Regions from separate parts of the Mus musculus genome. Here all the other regions are linked to region 1. A link is a contact called in public HiChIP or PLAC-seq and promoter capture Hi-C data. All regions are on one chromosome and are shown on one strand. The core of a region is the stretch at or near the end of the contact, and the rest is flanking DNA. Distances in the headings are between cores, read along the strand shown. Region 1 holds the start of 9430053O09Rik (a long non-coding RNA gene). Region 2 holds the start of Cxadr (coxsackie virus and adenovirus receptor). Region 3 has its middle 16 kb from the start of Gm31495.

Region 1 (3,292 bases), core at 564-3,063:
AACTAAAGAAATTAAGAGCATGTTTGCCATTGCTGTCGGCATTATACACATTTACTTTTTGTCCAAATTGCTATAAGAAAAAAAATTCTATTTCAAAACAGCCCAAGTCTTGTTCTTAAGTCATGTGACTCGTTTCCTCTCCCCCCCCCCCCCCCGCCAGCCATGTGCTCCGTATCATTTTACTCTGAAATAACTCTGCGATTTCAGCTGAACCTGCCTTCTCTTACAATGCACAGCACACCCCACAAGGGAGCCTGAGAACAGACTCCCTTGAAAAGCGAGGTTCTCATAGTTGGCCTGTAACCATGGAAGCAGATGCTGTTTTCTTCTTACCCTGCTTACCTCTTTGCAGCCTCGAGCTGCTCCCTATTGTTAAAAGGGGGTACGCCTCGATTCTTCTTCATCATGACCGAACTTGCCTCTTCTTCAAAGGGCATGATGCTGCAGGTCATTGGTCTAGACTGTTTGCACGGTCCAGAGAGCAGCCTTGATGTAACCCTTGCTCCGTCTGAGCCACACCACCAGCCGTGCAGCTGCAGACTGGAGGGGGACATTGGAGATCTGTATTTGAAAAGAAGTCTGTCTGATTTTGCCATTGTGCCTTTTCACTCATCGATCGAATGAATATCGAACCTTCTGTCGTTGCATGTGTGAAATAGATAGCTTAGCCAGCACTTTTGTGCCCAACCTGTGCTGTGGGCCAAAAGGTTTTCATTTTAGTCTCAAGTTGGTTTTTTTTTTTTTCTCCTTCTTTCTTTCTTCATACTTGATGAATTTTGTGTTGGCTTAAATTATTCGTATGCCTTTATCCAGCTGTTCTGGAGACTGCCTGGGATACTGTACAAGCAGGGATTTTTGTTTTGCTGTGAAAACGGAACTTTTTTTTCTCCTGTCCTCTGTTTTCCTTTGTAGCTGTCTTAAGGTCTTTTTTGTAGCTTTGTAGGTAGAAGTGTGCTAACTTTTACTACACCCTATAAAGCCGAGCATCTAAGTTATCCTTTTACGGGGACGACTTGATGGTGTCTGTTATTTAACAGGCTTAAATCCAGAAAGGTGAACTTGAGCCTCTCAAGGTGATTTCAGTGAATTTATAAGAGTAAGTAAACCGGATAAACACATTGATTTTTAAACTGAATGACAGTGTCTGCTAAACTCTATCTGAAAGGAATGTGTTTTCTTTGCTTTCTCTCCTTCTTTAAACATCAGCAAAAATATTAATTGGAAGTGTTGAAATATACTTAAAAGCACATAACTTATTTTGTGCTTAGGAAAGTACAAATGACAAATAAAATCATTATGATTTAATATATTGAAGTAAATATTACTGATAATATCTGTCTCCGGGCACGATTTAACTAAAAAAGTAACTAGAAGGTTTTTGCATTTCAATTTTTAAATATAACTAAAATTTCCTTGCTGCTCACCAGCAGCTGATGTTAATGAGACTTATGGCACCTGCTCATTCCCGAATGCCCAATTTCACCGTGTCCTTGTGAAACTGGGTAGCTTGAGGATGTCTTGGGTGCATCTCCCCAGCATGGTGATTTGAAAGCACTGTCTGTCTGTGACTGTCATCAGGAGTGGTTTGGTTGGATTTGAAGAAACGAGTACTTCATACTTAAAGGCATACATATTTTCTCTAATTGCCAAAGGCAAGGGGGAGGTCCAGGGCAGAATAAAAAAGGTTATTGTGACAGATGAAATATAATTCACAATGAGCATTCTTTTCATCTAGGCTGAAGTACCACAGGATTACTTACAAGTTGAATTTTGTGGCAGAACGTATAAACTCATATTAAAAGAAGCTAGAAAGAAAAGCAGCAAGCCTGTTACTCTCTGGCCCCGGAAGTGTTTATTTTGAATATGTCTGTCTTGGGATTGTGTTCTGTTTCTCCTAACATAAAGATACACTGGCGAGAAGAGGGACTAGGCAGCAAGGGTGGAAAGGAAGAAACCTAAAAGCAATCAAAGCTGCTTCTTCCCTCTACCAATGAAGAAAGAGGAGTTAGATGGATTTTTATTCTCTTTGGGATGCACATGCAACAATCATATTTTTCAGCACACGTTTATTTTTGGCTGCAAAAGTAGGTAACTATTATTTTATAAACTTACTATACCTTAGATAATATTTTTCCTTCCTTTAAAGTTCCTAGGGTCAAATGATTTACGAGGGTGTTTTTGTTTTTTTCTGTTCTGTTTTGTTTTGTTTGTTTAGATTCTGGTTAGCATTCTGTGAGGGTTGAACACAGGTACATGTTTGACCAGATATTTTGTTTCCTTTAGCTTCTTTGTTCTAGCTTAAATGAAAATAGTTTCATTTGACCTCTGTACATTTTATTTCTAGATGCAAAAAAAAAAAATGCTTTCCTTTCTATTTGTACAAAGGTCAGTTTTTAAATTAACTGAAAAGCAAACCATGTACTTTATAAATATTCAGGCACCATAAAAAAAAAACTCGGAATATAAACCCATCTGCAATTAATTTTTAAGCAGTGAGTCTGGGTTTATCTATTCCTGGAAATCACATGCTTTGTATTTTCCATTCTTTTTCTAAGTTAACCGAAGTAACTGCCCTGTGTTAAGGGAAAGCTACGAGGTTCTGCCTGCTAGTCATCTTCTGCTGGAAACCAGGCTGCCCTCTCTCTCTTAAGCTCTGATGGACTATCTCTTGTTTTACAGTTACCCATAGCATGCATGTGTGTATATGACTGTGTATGAGTGTGAGTTTGTGCATGCTTCTTAATTGAGGTCTTTTCAATTTACCAGATAAATTTCTTATTGTAAACCCTGCAGTGAATAATTCAAATGCAGTGAGTTTACTTACATGTTGTCTGAGTGAAGGGAGCAAAGGCATACATGCCCTCACATGTAGCTGTTCTATATTTCTTTCCTTACTGCACAATAGTGTTGTTATTTTGATAAATAAAACATGCAGCTCACATTGACTACAAAGGCTTTGTTCCTCTGTGCCGACGTTTTAGCAAAAAACTTTAGTATATTTTCATGCCATATCAATAAGCAATAAGTCTCTTTGGTCTTGATATTTGATACTTTACAGATGTTTACTATGGCTTCCAATATCTGATTTCCCTTTTGCCTTGTGATTTGTCACTTACGATTAAAACATATGATTACTGTGCTACTGCAGAAAAACTAAGCAGTCATACAATTACCACCCATGGGTTGACTAAAACAACCACCTTCTACTGACATTCTTACACAGATAATGAATTAATATGTATGTTGAAGAAATGTTTTTAATGTCTATCTTTAAATGTTCTTATTAGTATAA
Region 2 (3,292 bases), core at 500-2,999, 880 kb before region 1:
CGGGAGTTGAAAAGAGTTGTCCTGTTTAGACAAAAAAACATCTGTCCTTCGAGAGTGTGCTCACATACATTATATGAATGAAGAGCTAGGTATATTAAAATAGCCTTAATGGAAAGAGTGACCACCAGAGAGGTATTTCAGAAGAGGAAGAGGGGGAAAAAGCATTACTTCATAAGAAAGAAAAAAGAGGAAGATAGTTCCCTGCATCCTCTTCATTCCTCCAATTTCTGCTTTGGATGTATTCAACTTCGGTTTGTTTTACCAAACAAAGGTGGGATTCACCGAGCAGACTGGTTCAACGACCCTTCCTGTTTTTCACAAGATTTAATTTCGAAATTTCAGCCAAGCCTAAAAGATCTGTATCCAAAAAAAAAGGTGGAGGTGGAGGCGGTGTGGTAGCCTCAGCTCCACAGATTAGACTTGTTAATAGAATGTTGATCCCATGAGTAATGTCCACAGCTGTGGCATCCAACAATGGAATTAACATTTCAGCAGGAAGCAGAGAGAGCCATCCCAGTAGAGCTGAGGCAGATCCAACAACCTTCCCAACTCCCGCAATCCTAAGCAATCCTCTTCGGAGGCTACGGTGTGTGTGCGCGTGCGTGCTTCCCAGAGTTGAACGTGTAAATCTTTTACATGACTCACTTGGCTCGAAAATTCCTCCAATTGCTTAGTATTAGGAAATGAGACCGACTTGTTAAAAACACACTTAGAAAAAGATTAATTTCTAAGTGCTAGAATGCGTATGCGTCCTGGGGTCCAGGCATTTTTTTTTTAATGCCTTATTTCCTGAAAGAGACGCTCTGCAGCTGAAAGATGTACTGGGCGATTTCTACCACCACACGCCTCACCACCTGAACGTCAATCATCATACAAAAAAAAAAAAAAAAAATCAACTTATTACAAACCCGGGCTAACTCCTCCCCAACAGCGATTTCAGACCTTCGGCTCCTAATACCTCGTCTCGGAGCTGCTGGGTCGAGCTAGCCTGTTCTTTGAGACTAAAAACCAGCAGCTTCGGTGCTTCTTTCCTAAAGGTAGCCAGGGCGACTGACACCGAACGGCTCAGTCTTCTCTCAAATAATGGCGTTGGTAATTCAGCCTCCCCGGCTTGGACTACCCGATACCTAAAAACTCGCAGCCCGGAGCTTGGAAATCGGGGAAGGCTGGCGGCACACAACACCCAGGCAGACGCGGGAAACAGACAAGGGCAGATAAAGCCAAATGGTCCCCAGGGTAAGCTGCCCTGGAGGCGCGCCCCACACGCCCCTGGGCGAGCCTCCGCCACCGCCACCGGACGATCGGGTCCCCGCTCCGCTGCCTCCCAGACGCCTCACGCCCCCTGCGCCGCTCCCGGGGACCGATGCATTCTCCGGGCTGGCGCGCGTGGTCCGGGGCAGATCACCCTGTGCATGGGTGCCCATCCGCCACTACCACGGCAGCGCCCCCCAAATTGAGCCGCCCCCTCCCCCCACGCCCCATTGTTCCCGGGAGGCCGCGAGCTGGGAGCGCAAGCGACTGGGACGGAGAGGTGCCGCAACTCACCCGCGATCCCGCACAAGAGCACGAAGCACAGTAGGCGCGCCATGGTAGCTGCCGGCCGGGTCGTGGCTTGCAGGTAAACGATCTCGGCTGGGAGCCCTGGTTTTCCCAGAGCCTGGTACACTCCCGACTGGCTCCCGGCGGTGGCAGCAGCGAAGGCACCTCTGCGCCCCGCCCCAGCTCGGCAGGTGAACGCGTCACTTCCGGCAGCACCCGGGAGCCCCTAAGCAAGAGCCCACAGTGTTGGCGCCCTGGGGTTGCCATGGAAACTGGGATCAGCCCGCGTCCCACCCCCCCTCCCCACCCCCACTCCCCTCTAAGGAACCTTCCAGTCCCAGCGGTCTTGCGCGCTGTACACCTGCTTGCGCTAGCAGCCACCTCCAGCTCTCCCGACTCCTGGTTAAATCGCTTTGTGAGCTGGGAAGCAGCGAGCCAGTCTCACTGCTGAAACAGTCACGCCCTCCTCCCCAGAGCCCAGCTCCAGGCCGGAATTGCTCCCTCTCCCTAAACCTTGAGCTAGGTTTCTTTCGACACACCACTAGCCAGCAGTCACCGCATCCTGTGGTCAGGGGTGGGGACCTCCTGGCACCCGTGTTTCCAAGGGCGATCAGAGAGCCCCGCCAATATCTTGCCTTCTTTTTGAATGGCTAGGTTCCTATTGAAGGCTCAGGAGAGGCTTTTCTTCCGCCCCTGTATACACTAGACCTATAAATTGAGGCGGCAGGTTTAACAAATACTTGGGGCTTTTCTCCTCCTTGCGATTATGAGTCGTTCCAGCCCTGAAGTTAGCCCACAGGGACAAAAGAACTTTAAAAGTGGGACCGGTTGGGGATGGCTAAGTGAACGGGAGTGGCTCTTGGAAATTAGGAATTTGAAAAGCCAGTGCAATCCCGCCCTGCAGCTCTCCCAAGCTGTTATCCTCAGACTTGCCTTTGCTAACTATTCTTGGTTGCTCTTCCCAGATTTTTTTTTTAACTGTTAGAAATGTTGAAATTCACAAGAGCCCCATATTAGGAGGTAGAAAACAGAAGAAACCAGCGTAATGGCCAAGAGTTAGGGGTCTTGGTGGGCAAGTTATTTAGAAGTGAAAGTGAAATCGTGCATTAAAAAAAAAAATGCTTGGTAGGTCCAGAGATGGCTCAACAGTTAAGAGCAATGGCTGCTCATCCACAGGTCCCGAGTTCAACTCCCAGCAACCACATAGTGGCTGGCTCACAACCATCTGTAATGGGATCAAGTACCCTCTTCTGGTATATCTGAAGACAGCGACAGTGTATTCAAATATATAAAAATAAATAAATCTTTTTTAAAAAATGCTTGCCCCCCCCCCCACAGAGCACATAGTGCTCAGCAAGTAGGGACTAATAAAGGAATATTGGGAATGCCTTGTTGCTTGTTGAACCAGAGAAAAGAGAGAAGGCAGGTGTAGGGGGTGATAGGGATGTCCCCACAGGCTCATATATTTAAATGCTTAATCACTATTTGGAAGGATTAGAAGGATTGGGTACTGCAGCCTTTTGGAGTAGGTGTGGCCTTGTTGGAGGAGGTGAATCCCTGGGGGCAGGCTTAGAGGTTTCAAAACACCCATAAGATCCTGGCTCTCTCTTGCCTCTTCCCACCTCCTCTCCTTTCCGATCAAGATGAGGCTCTCAGCTTCATCTGCCTCATACCTGCATCATTGCCTGTCTGCATGCTCCCTGCATGATAATTATGGACTGAAAACGGTAGGCAAGTCTCCAATTAAATGCCC
Region 3 (3,292 bases), core at 376-2,875, 750 kb before region 1:
GATGTTTGTAGAACATGATTTTAATATTTTCAACTGTTAATATTCAACAATATTTCCAACCATGAGACAACACTCCTGTGTTTCCTAGGCTGGCATTGAGTTTTCTGTGTTGTAAAAGATGATGTTGAACGTCTGAGCCTTTTGCCTCTACCTCCTTAGTGCTAGGATTAGAGGTATGTGCCACAATATATGATTTATATGGTGCTGGGAAGAAACCAGGGCTTCCTGCATGTTAGACAATCATAGTACTAACTTAGCCTTACATTAGATGATTTTAAAACCAATCTTCAAGTAATGGGTTTGATTATTCTGCATGGTAGATAATAATAAAAACAGGAAAACAGATCTGGGAGCTGTTAACAACTGTGTCACATTCTTGTTTCTTTAAGGGTATGTGTAGTACATTAGTGTGAAGCAGAGGTATTATTAAGGTATGGCAATTGTTTTTAGTCATTGAGAATGTAAAAGTATTATGAAGACTCTAATCCAGATATGAAAAGGGCTTTTTGGGTGCTTGTAAACTGAGCTCTTATGAACTGTAAATGCATCAGTGTGCTAGGTGATTGGGGCTCAACAGTCTAAACCCCAGTGGGATAGTAACTTGGGACTAGATTTATGAAATCAACAGTTGCCAGGTTTATCACTAAAAGGATGGTAAAAGCCTATGGAAGGATCCAGCTATTAGTCACATGACCTGATCTAGTGTGGAGATGAAAGCTTATTGGGATCTTATGGAAGCTTGCCTATACTTGTCTCCATTATAGATGAAGGAACTCTAACACTGCTACTCCCAGGAGTTTGGCATTAAAACCGAGGCACAGCAGCTCTCGCGTTTGCTGTCTTCAGATATTCAAGAATGCCTTCTAACACAGAAGGCAGAAGATGGAAGTCTATTCTCCCTCCAACATTCTCTATTCTGTTATTCTATTATTATTATTCTATTGTCCCTCCAACCCCCCTTTTTAAATCTCTTTTAGTTAAAGCTTAGTGCAGAGTGATGGAAAATAGTGTGTAACATGCTGCATTTATCATGTTCCAGTAATATACATATGTATATATATATTTATATATTCATTGTACATAGCACCATATTATAGCAGCCCTTTTCTTTCCTTTCATTATATACACATGCAAACACACAGTTGCCTTTTTGAGCTTGGCTGTAATAATCAGCTTACTTTACATATACATAGCAAACCATCATATTGTATGCATTAACTACATGCAAAAACCAGCAGACATTATACAGCTGAATTTCCTAATGTTTTACTCACCACAGTGTTACATTTTAATCTATTCTATTGTTTTCTCTCTGAGTACTCAGCTAGGCAGTGTTTACTAGCCCCATCTATAGATGAGGTTGTGTGACAAAATTCTGGCCAGAAATTGATTTAACTGAATATAAATGTGCATATGAAGCCAAAGATGTAAGTCAATATTAGCTAGAATTATGATGTAGAAAAAAAATCAATGGAGTATCTTTGTGTTAATAATAAAAGCTTTTCAGTCGGAACAAAGGCTCAGACTTCCAACTCCTTTCTGATATTCAAGCCAGCTAATCTTCAGTGAATCTCGGGATCAGACAAAAGCTTGTTTGTAGAGCGTTATTGGTATTCCAAGGTCTGTGGAAAATGACGAGGCATTCTGTGTGCATGCTGAATCTTAAAGTGAATGCTGTAATGTGTACCTATAACTAACCTATTATTTATTGTTTCCCCAAGGTTTCTGGACAAAACATCATTGTTTGCATTTAAAACAACTTGGCAGTAATAATCATTCCATGCAAACAGCAGGCTAACGAATACTTTCTAACTAATTAGGAGTGATTCTGTGCAAGGTCCCTGAGTTGCAAACAAGCAAGTCGCCTTTGGCTTTCGATTAGCTTCTCATCTCATGCACTCTGCATACAGTGTGTAGAAAAATTAGAAAAAGGACAAGTGAATAGGGATGGTAAAGGAAGAAGTTTGACAAGGGTGGTGGCTGTAGGTGATACAGATGGGAAATGTTTAGGGGATAAAATACATGTATAGCAGTGATGGACAAGTAGTCGAAGTGAGAGTTGATAATGAAAGGATTGCACGTTCTTTGGTGAGTGCACGGGACTGTGTATATTTTGAGACTACTTGACTCTGAAATAGCTTTCAGTAGTTTTTTATTTGTTATGTGCACAGATTTTAACTCAGAGGAGTGTTCTCAACGAGGCTATTATTATTATTATTATTTTTGAGACAGGGTTTCTCTGTGTAGTCCTGGCTGTCCTGGAACTCACTCTGTAGACCAGCCTGGCCTAGAACTCAGAAATTCACCTGCCCCTGCCTCCCAAGTGATGGGATTAAAGGCATGTGCCACCACACCCGGCGAGGCCATTATTAAAATGTGCTCATTTGACTCATCTGTGTCCTGTGCAGGAGACTGATGTATCTTGAAGAATGGCACTGACCATACCCACTACCCACTAAATCAAGTGTTGATTTCAATCAACTCTGACATGTCAAACACTTTTTTCTTTTGAATAAGGCAACCTATGCCTTCATACCTAATATGCAGTTATTAACCTTTCTTTAGATCTATTAGTAAAGCTGTCATAAACTGGCTACTGTCTTGACAGGAGAGCAGTATACCTTCTTTGTCTTTTCCAGGGTTATTTTGGCTTTCCATCTTCTGTAATAATCTAGCCTTTGTCCCTTAGAGTAGGTAACCTGAGGTCAACCTCATATTGCGTAAAGACAGTGCATCCTCAAATTATAGACTATTTCAGGAGAATTCTCCAAAGTTGATAATTTCTTCATTCCACAGAGCTTGCTTCTATCAAACAATTGCATTAGTTGAAGCATATAAACGGGGCAACCACATCAGAAGTAGTTTTGTTAATTAACTTAATATGAGTATATAACAAAATACTTGTTAGATTGGGTACTTTGTGGACTAAGAGAAGTATATTTACCTCACAGTTCTAGAGATTGAAGCACCTGGCCGAAGTTTGTGCTTGCTCTGGTGAGATGCTTGTGGCAAATGCTGTGATTGTGGCTGCTGGTTGGGGAGAGACTCATTGTACAGCAAGTGCAGCAGGAACTGGTATTCCACAGGGATTGAGCTAAGACTTTGCAAGTGTTGCCTCCTTAAGGGCTTCATGACTTTTCACTCTGCTCCACCACCTCTGAGCAGTTCTTCATACTATGCTGACATCAACCAAAAAGATGTCTACAGCATGATCGACTTACTTTGACATGGCACTGTAAGTATTTCTATAGACTTCTGCCATTGTTTTCAGGAAAGGTAGATGGCAGGATTT

What was found. Promoter capture Hi-C pulls out the DNA fragments that hold promoters and counts their contacts. HiChIP or PLAC-seq counts read pairs in DNA pulled down with a chosen protein or histone mark.
Region 2: a contact with region 1 is called in a promoter capture Hi-C map of hippocampal neurons, with 5 times the contacts expected there. The contact joins the promoter of Cxadr here to the promoter of 9430053O09Rik in region 1. A contact is called at or near these places in 1 of 39 promoter capture datasets (hippocampal neurons) and 2 of 115 datasets of contacts at active chromatin or transcription factors (embryonic limb bud and neural tube).
Region 3: an H3K4me3 HiChIP or PLAC-seq map of embryonic forebrain shows a contact between it and region 1, with 5 times the contacts expected there. The contact joins the enhancer-like site here to the promoter of 9430053O09Rik in region 1. A contact is called at or near these places in 2 of 484 Hi-C or Micro-C datasets (cerebellar granule neurons and embryonic somatosensory cortex), 8 of 115 datasets of contacts at active chromatin or transcription factors (VIP interneurons, embryonic basal ganglia, embryonic forebrain and 5 more) and 1 of 9 other capture datasets (embryonic trunk).

Annotation. Positions count from the first base shown.
Region 1 is chr16:77,418,903-77,422,194 of GRCm38.p6, reverse strand. It overlaps 9430053O09Rik (a long non-coding RNA gene), which reads left to right and starts at 1,813. Exons shown (of 4, transcript XR_003951960.1): 1 at 1,813-2,084. The region is part of intron 2 of Mir99ahg (Mir99a and Mirlet7c-1 host gene (non-protein coding)); the gene reads right to left.
Region 2 is chr16:78,300,128-78,303,419 of GRCm38.p6, reverse strand. It overlaps Cxadr (coxsackie virus and adenovirus receptor), which reads right to left and starts at 1,749. Exons shown (of 7, transcript NM_001025192.3): 1 at 1,546-1,749. The coding sequence starts at 1,588.
Region 3 is chr16:78,169,419-78,172,710 of GRCm38.p6, reverse strand. No RefSeq gene overlaps it. Among named protein-coding and RNA genes, the nearest start is that of Gm31495, 16 kb to the right of the region's middle. Within about 2 kb of position 1,625, at least 5 of the 459 cell types and tissues checked have an H3K27ac peak or open chromatin away from gene starts, as enhancers often do. A contact at or near this core is called in embryonic forebrain, where this site is marked.